Linked DNA regions of Bicyclus anynana: region 2 is linked to region 1. Evidence: chromatin contacts called from public Hi-C data. All regions are on one chromosome and are shown on one strand. The core of a region is the stretch at or near the end of the contact, and the rest is flanking DNA. Distances in the headings are between cores, read along the strand shown.

Region 1 (4,559 bases), core at 1,448-3,947:
AGGGGCCTGCATACCAAGGTTAGTCCTTATAAAAGGAACATGAAATACTTTCGTAGTACGGTAGCGTGGATATCTACGCGGGACTGAAAAAAATATCCTTTCCAGTAAGTTACCACACTTGATTTTATTATTTATTAATTTGTGAAGAAAGCATAAATCAAGCATTTCACGTCTTCTTCGCAGCGGTAACAATTTAAACTGTGCTAGACGCTGGTGGTAAGGCATCCTATGCGACATACCGCTTGATATAAAGGCAAGATGTCTAGTAAATGCTCGTTGTATATTTTCAATTCGTTGAGAATGTATACTATAGATTGGATTCCAAATCACACTAGCAAACTCAAGACAACATCTCACCAAGGCATTGTATAGAATAATTTTGGTCTTACAAGAGAACCCCTTTGTGTTGCGTTTCAAAAATCCCAAAAGCTGTGCACCTCTCTGAACAATATTATTTATATGAGATTTAAATGTTAACTTACTATCAATAGTGACTCCTAAGTCTTTTATCTCCGATAACTCTTGCAGTACTGTGGTATTAATGCAGTAACTAGAAACAAGTGGTTTTTTTTTCCGAGTAAATTTTATATGGAAACATTTGTTAGCATTAAGAGTCATATAGTTGTTATCACACCATCTAATTATTCTGTTTAAATCCTCTTGTAGTAATTTAGCATCGTTGGAGGATTTAACTGTCTTATAAATTTTCAAATCATCCGCGAACAACGAGCTAGTACAATGTTGTGTCACCGAGGAAATATCATTAATAAAGGCCAAGAACAGTAGGGGCCCCAGGTGGGAACCTTGTGGCACTCCAGATTGTGCCTGGAACGTTTTAGACTCAAAACCATTGACTGCAACAGTTTGGGATCTCAGGTGAAGGTATGAATTAAACCATTTGACAAGGGGACCACTGATTCCATACTGCATAAGTTTATTAACGAGTAGTACATGGTTAACCTTATCAAATGCGCTGCTAAAGTCTGTGTATATGACGTCAACCTGTTGCCCCTTATCAACCATATGGCAGAGATCTGAAGTATAGTCAGACAAATTTGATTGCACGGATAAACCAGATCTGAAGCCGTGTTGAGAACTCGTGAGAAAATTGTCCAAATGCCGAGATAGAATAGGATGAACAAGACTTTCAAAAAGTTTAGAGAAGCATGAAAGTATTGAGATCGGACGATAATTTTTAACATCCACATGCTTCGAACACAAGACGTTTCTCGTCATCTGAAACTACATGTTACCCAATGAGGCAGTCACTTATTGCAATTTGCAGTGTATTATCTATTGCATTATGTATGTACACATGGTCTAAGATGTACACCGATTACTCGAAGACGCCTGGACCGATTTCAAAAAATATTTTTTCGTTTTAAACGGTATACTATCTATTTGGTCCCATTGCCATCATGTCAAGATCTGATAATGGAATCCTGGAGAAATTGAGGGGAACTTTCAAAAATTATATAGACGCCTAGTGTGTTCGTATTTTTTCTATTTAGTAGGTACTTTAAAGCACTACAATTTCAGGAAGGTTTTGAATCGTTCTAATGATGGAGCCATAATACAGACGAGGGAAATCCTCAATGATTTACAGCAGTGAACTTTTGTTTAGGCTTGATTGATTTGTATTAATGAGATCTTTCCATATAGATAGGTTGTGACTGTCATTAGGGGTTGGTGATGAAGACCAAGGACAATAAGGAACTCCTTAACGGCTTACATTAACTACCTACCTTGTTTGGCCTTGAATAATTCGGATTGCTGAGAACTTTCCACCTAGATGGGTTGTCATTAAGGGTCTAGTGATGAAGATAAAGGACAGGGACAGTTAAGGGAACTCATCATCGGTTTACAGTAGTTACCTTTTGGAATTTCTTCTTATGGTTCAATATTGCCAGTTCTTAGAAAAAGAATAGCTCATTAAGTTGAAGCTAAAGACGAATAGCTCATTAAGTCGAAGCTAAAGACATGCCTACTCCACTTTTACTAAACTACAAGTTTTTGGCCGTCTTTATGCCATTCAACTACACAAACTGGCATTTTTAGGGAGCTCTTTACACGACGAAAACGATTACAACAATGAAACATCGATTCTATAGCAACAGTTTTTATAAACGCGTTAGATCATTGACTCTTGATCTTTGACATAGGGGTAACGGTTTACGAGGCAGGTCCTTTCTTTTTAATGGTCTAAGAAAATAACATCATAATATGTTCTACCTGCTGATCAGTATGAAGGCGGTGCAAAGCCGGTGTTATCAAATACTCTATAATAATAATTATTAGCCACATAGTTCGAAGAGCCGATGGACGTTGGGGGTCCCAAGGTGCTGGAATGGCGACCCCGCACCGGAAAGCGCAGTGTTGGGCGACCCCCCACTATGTGGACCGAGGATATCAAGCGGGTTGCAGGGAGCCGCTGGATGCTGGCGGCTCGAGATCGTTGAGCTTGGAGGTCCATGCAAGAGGCCTATGTCCAGCAGTGGACGTCTATCGGCTGATAAGGTAAGGTAAGGTAAGGTAATAATAATAATAATAATTATTATAGAGTAATTGTGATAATAATTTGATTTTTGGATTTAATAAACTAGGATAGTGCGATAAAATAAATTATATACTTTTTTTAAGATTTCTGAACGAATATCAGACTGCTCCGCTCACGTACTACTGTCATATGTCAACCGCATGTCAATTGTCAAGTCAAGAGTAAAATGTGTCGGGTGTTTCGTTTTGTGCTAAACTTTACTTGTTGATTTTATTACTTAAATCTAATGATGAATAAATGAAAACTTGCCAAACGAGTGCCCAGTGAACTATGTCATAGTGTTGTGAGTGAATACTGTGTATTTTTCCTCTCGTTGCCGAAATCCGAGCTGCGATTGTAAAGGTAACGGTATTTGTTTTTGAGGACGTCAATTACTGTATTTCTTCTATTAGTTTACACGTTTATCGCTTTTAAATTATAATCAGACTTTCCCTTTACCGTTTTTTTATGAAGATTTGAAGATGTTACGGGTTTTACCAGTCTAGATCACGCGGTTTACGAAGATCCGCTTTGGTAATAGTAGTTCTACATGACATAAGGCATACAAGTCTCGCATATTTATCACAAGACGTCAAAAGCCCACACTCCTAGCTTAATTGCTACTTAACATTCCTTAATTACTTTGTGTCTTATGTTATCACCCTTGTTTGTACTGTTGTGTTCCAAATTATTTGATGAACTTGTTGGCTATTGGAAAAACCCAAATGTTTCTTATGTGTGAGTATAACTTATGAGTAGTTAACTTCTAGGATGAGTTCCACCACATGATATTGCATCATTACTTAACATCTAGCCTGTATGATTATGGAAACATTGTTTGATTACTATCATAATCTAAAAAATATAGCAGTGTGAGCTTATTCCAGAAGAGAATAAACAAACTTCCAAAGCGGCAACACATCCTGGTGCGGCATTGTTGAAATTATTCAAGGAGGCTGTCATTCATTTAACATTTATACAATTCAAGATTCATTTATTTAAGTATCCTTAGTTTACAAGCACTTGATATGTCAGGTAATGTTATGGTGTAGTAGTCAACAACTTCAAATGCAAGTTCCAAAAGTTGTAAACTCTCCTTGGTCCAACAAGAACCTACACAAACTCAATCAGGGTTCCTTTAATATTATTATTGTCTAAAACTAAGTATCCAGTCATATAGTTCATTTCATTCCCAAGCTTTTTTATATTCTACATATTGCTATATATGAATAAGGCATAACTGTACTACTGTTATCTTGGACCTGTTTTCCCAATTTATTTACATAAAAACTTTATTTAATATTTCTAAGAAAACATCAATGTTTTGGTGTTATGAAGTCATGCAGTTGACAAGTTCCACAAAAACAATTAATTTAACAAGTATGTATTTATACAGTATAATATAAATAAATAAATAAAGTTATATTTTTTGGTGTTATCACCATTTTACAATATACTAGCTAAGCAAATATTTTAAATATTACTTTTCTGATGAATTTATATAAAACTTTTCATAAATATGATCCCAAAACACAAGCTGTTGTCCAGAGAGTAAGGAGTTGGTCATAGATTGTCTAAATGTAAGGCATGGAACATTGCGCAGTACTATCTTGTTATTGACCGTATAAGGCACTAGCGGCTGCCACACTTCAGGTATTAGTAAAGTTGTTAGAGGTGTTGGATCCCTAAAATTAATTTCATATAATGTAATATAGGTAATATTGTAAGCAGTATTATATTTTTAAAAAAACCAGCGAAGTGTTTGTCGGGCCATGCACAGTGTAGTTTTCCATAGATTAAGTTAGCACTTTAATTCCTTATGTAAAGCATACAAATATGCCCCAAATCATCATTAACAGCCGATAGACAATAAAGAATTCATCCTACTTTGCATGTAAGCACAATTTTTTTTCTAATTTAAACGCTAAACTGCAGACAGACAGACAGGGCAATACTATAACTATATACTATAAGAGTTCCTTGTGGACTATGAAACCCTAACAACTCCTTCACAGTTTTAATG
Region 2 (4,132 bases), core at 802-3,301, 36 kb before region 1:
CCAAGGCCGAAGCCTCCCACCAGCCAGACCTGGACCAATTAAGAAAACCTCAATCGGCCCAGCCGGGGTTGGAATCCAGGACCTCCGTTTTGTATATCCACCGCGCATACCAATGCGCCACGGATTCCTACATAAGGTCAACTCTTACAAGGCCGCTGGCCTATAGCTACCTATGCATGCGAAAAGTGGACTCTCAGTGTCACAGAAGAACATAAATTATCAGTAGGTATTCGAGAGGAAAGTGCTCCGCAAAATATTTGGACCACTATGAAGTTTAGATGGAATCTATCGCCACTGAATGAACTACGAAATGGAAATCTAGTGAAAGTCGAAACAATAGTGAGACATTGTAAAGCGCAACGTCTTCAGCAGCTAGGGAAGGAGGAGAGGGCGCCAAAACTAGAGGGCCTAAAGTGATGACAAAATGGAGACCACAGGTAAAGATTAAAAGGAAGACCTAAATAAAGATGGCTATAGATTGTGTGAAATAAGGCTTGCAAATTATTATAAAAAAAACGACTGCTTAAGCGTAATGAACTGAAAAGAGAAAACAAGTATCACAATATCTATTTGCTGCGTGGAGAAAAGAAATGTATGGAGAAAAGTGGTAGAGAAAGCCAAGGGGTTGTAGCGCCGAAGAAAGTAAGTAATAAGTACCTACTCGATACATCATTCGCTTTCATTCGTATCGGTATAATAAGAATAAGCTAGTTCTGTAAACATCATTAATTTTTTATTGACAAAGCGATACGATGACAACAGAGTGACGTGACGACGGCGTCTAACTCTGACCCTGACCCGAAGAGTCCGACCCTGCAGCGGGCGAGGGCGGGGCGGCTCGAGTTACAAAGCGTAGCGCCCGGCGGCGGCGGGCGGCAGTGTATCAAACGAGCTGTTGCATATGCAGCAAAATTTGCCAAGGGTCAGTGATTTTGCCAAAAGTAAGAATTGCAAAAAAGGCCATTCCAAGATTCCGACAGACGCAATGAATAGTCAAACGAGAGCCTCATTGCAAAAATGTTATACTACCAACACATACATATTAGTTAGATATGTCATATGCCTACAAATTCACCTACTGATCAGTTTTTATACACAACTCGTTATTGTAGCTAATATTTAAGTACTATTTGTTTAAATTTTCGTTGTAGCTATACTATGCGATTATCTATATAAAATTAAGAATTTCTAAGATAAGAGGCTAGAAACTTTATTCGCCGCAGTTGTCAGCGCTAGTGACATATCTAATAGTATAAAATCTTCGCCTCAATGTATGAAAGCTGAAGGATTGTCAGCCCTTCTTCTAACATAATGTACTTATCTACAAGGAAGCTCTATCTTAGCCAATTAAGGAGTTTGGGCCGTGGTGGCTGTGTAAGGTGAAAGCAGATTTCAATGACCTTGAAACCTCTCAAACCATTTCGAAATTCCATTTGAGTAGGTAGTTATATCTGCCTACATACAAAAAAAAAATAGACACATGGAATTTTAAGCAGGGATCCCTGAATATAGTAATCATCAACTATTAGTCTTATTAAATTGCCCACAATAGGGACAGGAGGAATACCCCTCCTTATAGAAGATATGCTGAATGAATATATGAAGAATAGATAATATGAATATAAAATAGAAATGGTGCATAGACCCACCACGCAGCACCAATGCGGGTTGGCGGGATAATGTTAAATAACGACCAGTATCAGACATAAATGATAATAACGGAACCGACAGCTTAACAGGTGGGGAGGTACCACCAACTTTCCGACTCCGGGCTGAGAATATTCTAACTCACTATCGCATATAGCTCAAGATTCGAACCCAAGACCTCGAAAACCACTTATACCACTGTACCTACAAGGCAATTGTAACAGGCAACAGCTCTGAATAGTAAAACACACTAAATAAAAACATAATCATATAATCATGAAATTTTAAAAAATATATGGTTTTTATGAATTTTTAAATGTGTAAAATATGCCAATAATGAGTTAAATATTTCAGACTAGCAATCGTGAATCCGGCTTAAAAATTAGTACTGCCATCTATTGGCAAGCTCTTACAACCGTTCACACAACAACCTACACGTCAAAGTTCAGCTATTGCACGCGAGATGGCCGTGCTATACCGAACGATTCGAAATTAATAAAACGAATAAATTCAAATTTTTTTATTTTTTTATTAAAATTAATGAAATGTTTCCTTAGAATAAACTAGAAAATAGTTGTTGTTTACAGTTACTTAATTAGGATTAGGAGTATCGTGAAATATATTATCTTCAAAGATACAGAGCGGCGCGGCGGTGGCTCGCACTTTGAACAATTATGAACAATCACGTCGATAATAATTGTATTGTAAAGCCTTTTTGCACACGACATTGGTGCCGTGTGAACAACTGTTAAGGGGTATACCTCTCTACGCCTTTTAGTAACGTTTACCTTTACACCGTTTACATTTCGCTTTGATGAAGTTAGGTATCTATTACTTACCTGCCTAGTTATTTTACCTTTTGAACACGATTTTGTTGTGGATTTAGTTTGGATCTAGTACGTGCGTAGGTATACTAGTTGGTTACCAACTGAAGGAATTGCCGGAACGCATTGTTAAATTAGATACTTACCTATTTAAAGTGAAACGCTTCTGGTCCTCACCCTCAGCCCGGATATGGGAAGTTGGTAGGGCCTCGCCCTTAGACCTTTAATAGTCTAACGCCTCGCCTCGCTGATGCGAATTTGCCCACGTCTAGATTCGTCCACATCCACACTAAGCCACTGGACTTAACATGCATAGTGTATGTAGGGTTGCCAACATTTTTTCAGAAAAATATAGTATTTTTTAGATTTAGCTATAAAAATATATAGTACGCTTAAATAAAATATTGTATTTTAAGGAATAAGCAAACAATTAACATTTATTTATCTGAAATAAAACGGTCATATGCAATAATGCGGTCATTTAATTTTTTTTAAAACCAACTCTCTAAAGCGTAAGGATAGCGCACTATAGGCTAGATGCTGTTGCATCTTGCAAAAACTAATTTTCATAAAGTTTCAAAATGAAAATTTTGTTTATTATATTTCAGTGTTGAAAATATAGTATTTTTGCTTGAGTACTAGGTATATAGTTCTTCAACAGTATATAATACGCAGACTCGAAATATAGTACAATACTATATTATAGTACAGTTGGCAACCCTAAGTGTATGTAACATCATATAACTATAAAAAAGTGCAAAACTATAGGTAGGTATATTATAAATTTGCATTTTCTTATTAGATATTTTATATTTTAAGCTCCAACACAAAGTCGGCGACGATCCCCTTAACAGTGCACACGGTCCCAATTTTATCTATTATTATCAATTATTATCTGAGATAGTTGTCCGCGCGAGTGCGCGCCTGTTGCCAGCCCGGCGACACTCCAATCAGCTCCTAGAACTACAACTCTTTAAACTAATTACAACCACTGAGAGCCGTGATAGCCCAGTGGATATGACCTCTGCCTGAGATTCGGAGGGCGTGGTTCGAATCCGGTCCGGGACATGTACCTTCAACTTTTCAGTTAAGTGCATTTTAAGGAATTGAATAAAATATGTCTCAAATGGTGAAGGAAAACTAACGTGAAGAAACCTTCATACTTTTTCTTAATTATTTTCTTAATTCTCTACGTGTGTGAAGTCTGCCAATCCGCATTGGGCCACCGTGGTAAATATTGGCCTAACCCCCTCTCATTCTGAGAGCAGACTCGTGCTCAGCAAGTCAGCAGTGAAAGCCGAAAACGGGTTGCTAATGATGAGGATAACGACGGATAGATCTGTCATATAATCCAACTTATGGAAAATAGAAACTCATCGCTTATGATATGGCAACACTTTGGACGCATGCAAGTTAGGTGCACCTCCTACAATGTCCTGCCGAATGCTCCACAACTTGAAGCAGCTTTTTGAACTTCACGTGCCTAAAACGCGGACGTAGCGACCGCCTTATCAGCCGTATCAATGATACAGGGCCCCCGGAGTTCAGGGCCCCCTTACGTGTGAACACAAAAATTGGTAAAATTCACAATGTCAGTTAAACTTGTGCTTCCCGGAAATCATCCAAAAACTGACTATATTTCACTTCATTATTTCACTTCA

Evidence for each region. Hi-C and Micro-C count contacts between places; a contact is called where the count stands out from the background.
Region 2: a Hi-C map of whole larva shows a contact between it and region 1, with 4 times the contacts expected there. The contact joins the enhancer-like site here to the promoter of LOC112050534 in region 1. A contact is called at or near these places in 2 of 2 Hi-C or Micro-C datasets (whole body and whole larva).

The regions. Positions count from the first base shown.
Region 1 is chr21:14,533,162-14,537,720 of ilBicAnyn1.1, reverse strand. It overlaps LOC112050534 (serine/threonine-protein kinase D1), which reads left to right and starts at 2,697. Exons shown (of 19, transcript XR_008251960.1): 1 at 2,697-2,899.
Region 2 is chr21:14,568,515-14,572,646 of ilBicAnyn1.1, reverse strand. No RefSeq gene overlaps it. Among protein-coding and RNA genes, the nearest start is that of LOC112050532, 11 kb to the right of the region's middle. Within about 2 kb of position 2,051, at least 4 of the 8 cell types and tissues checked have open chromatin away from gene starts, as enhancers often do.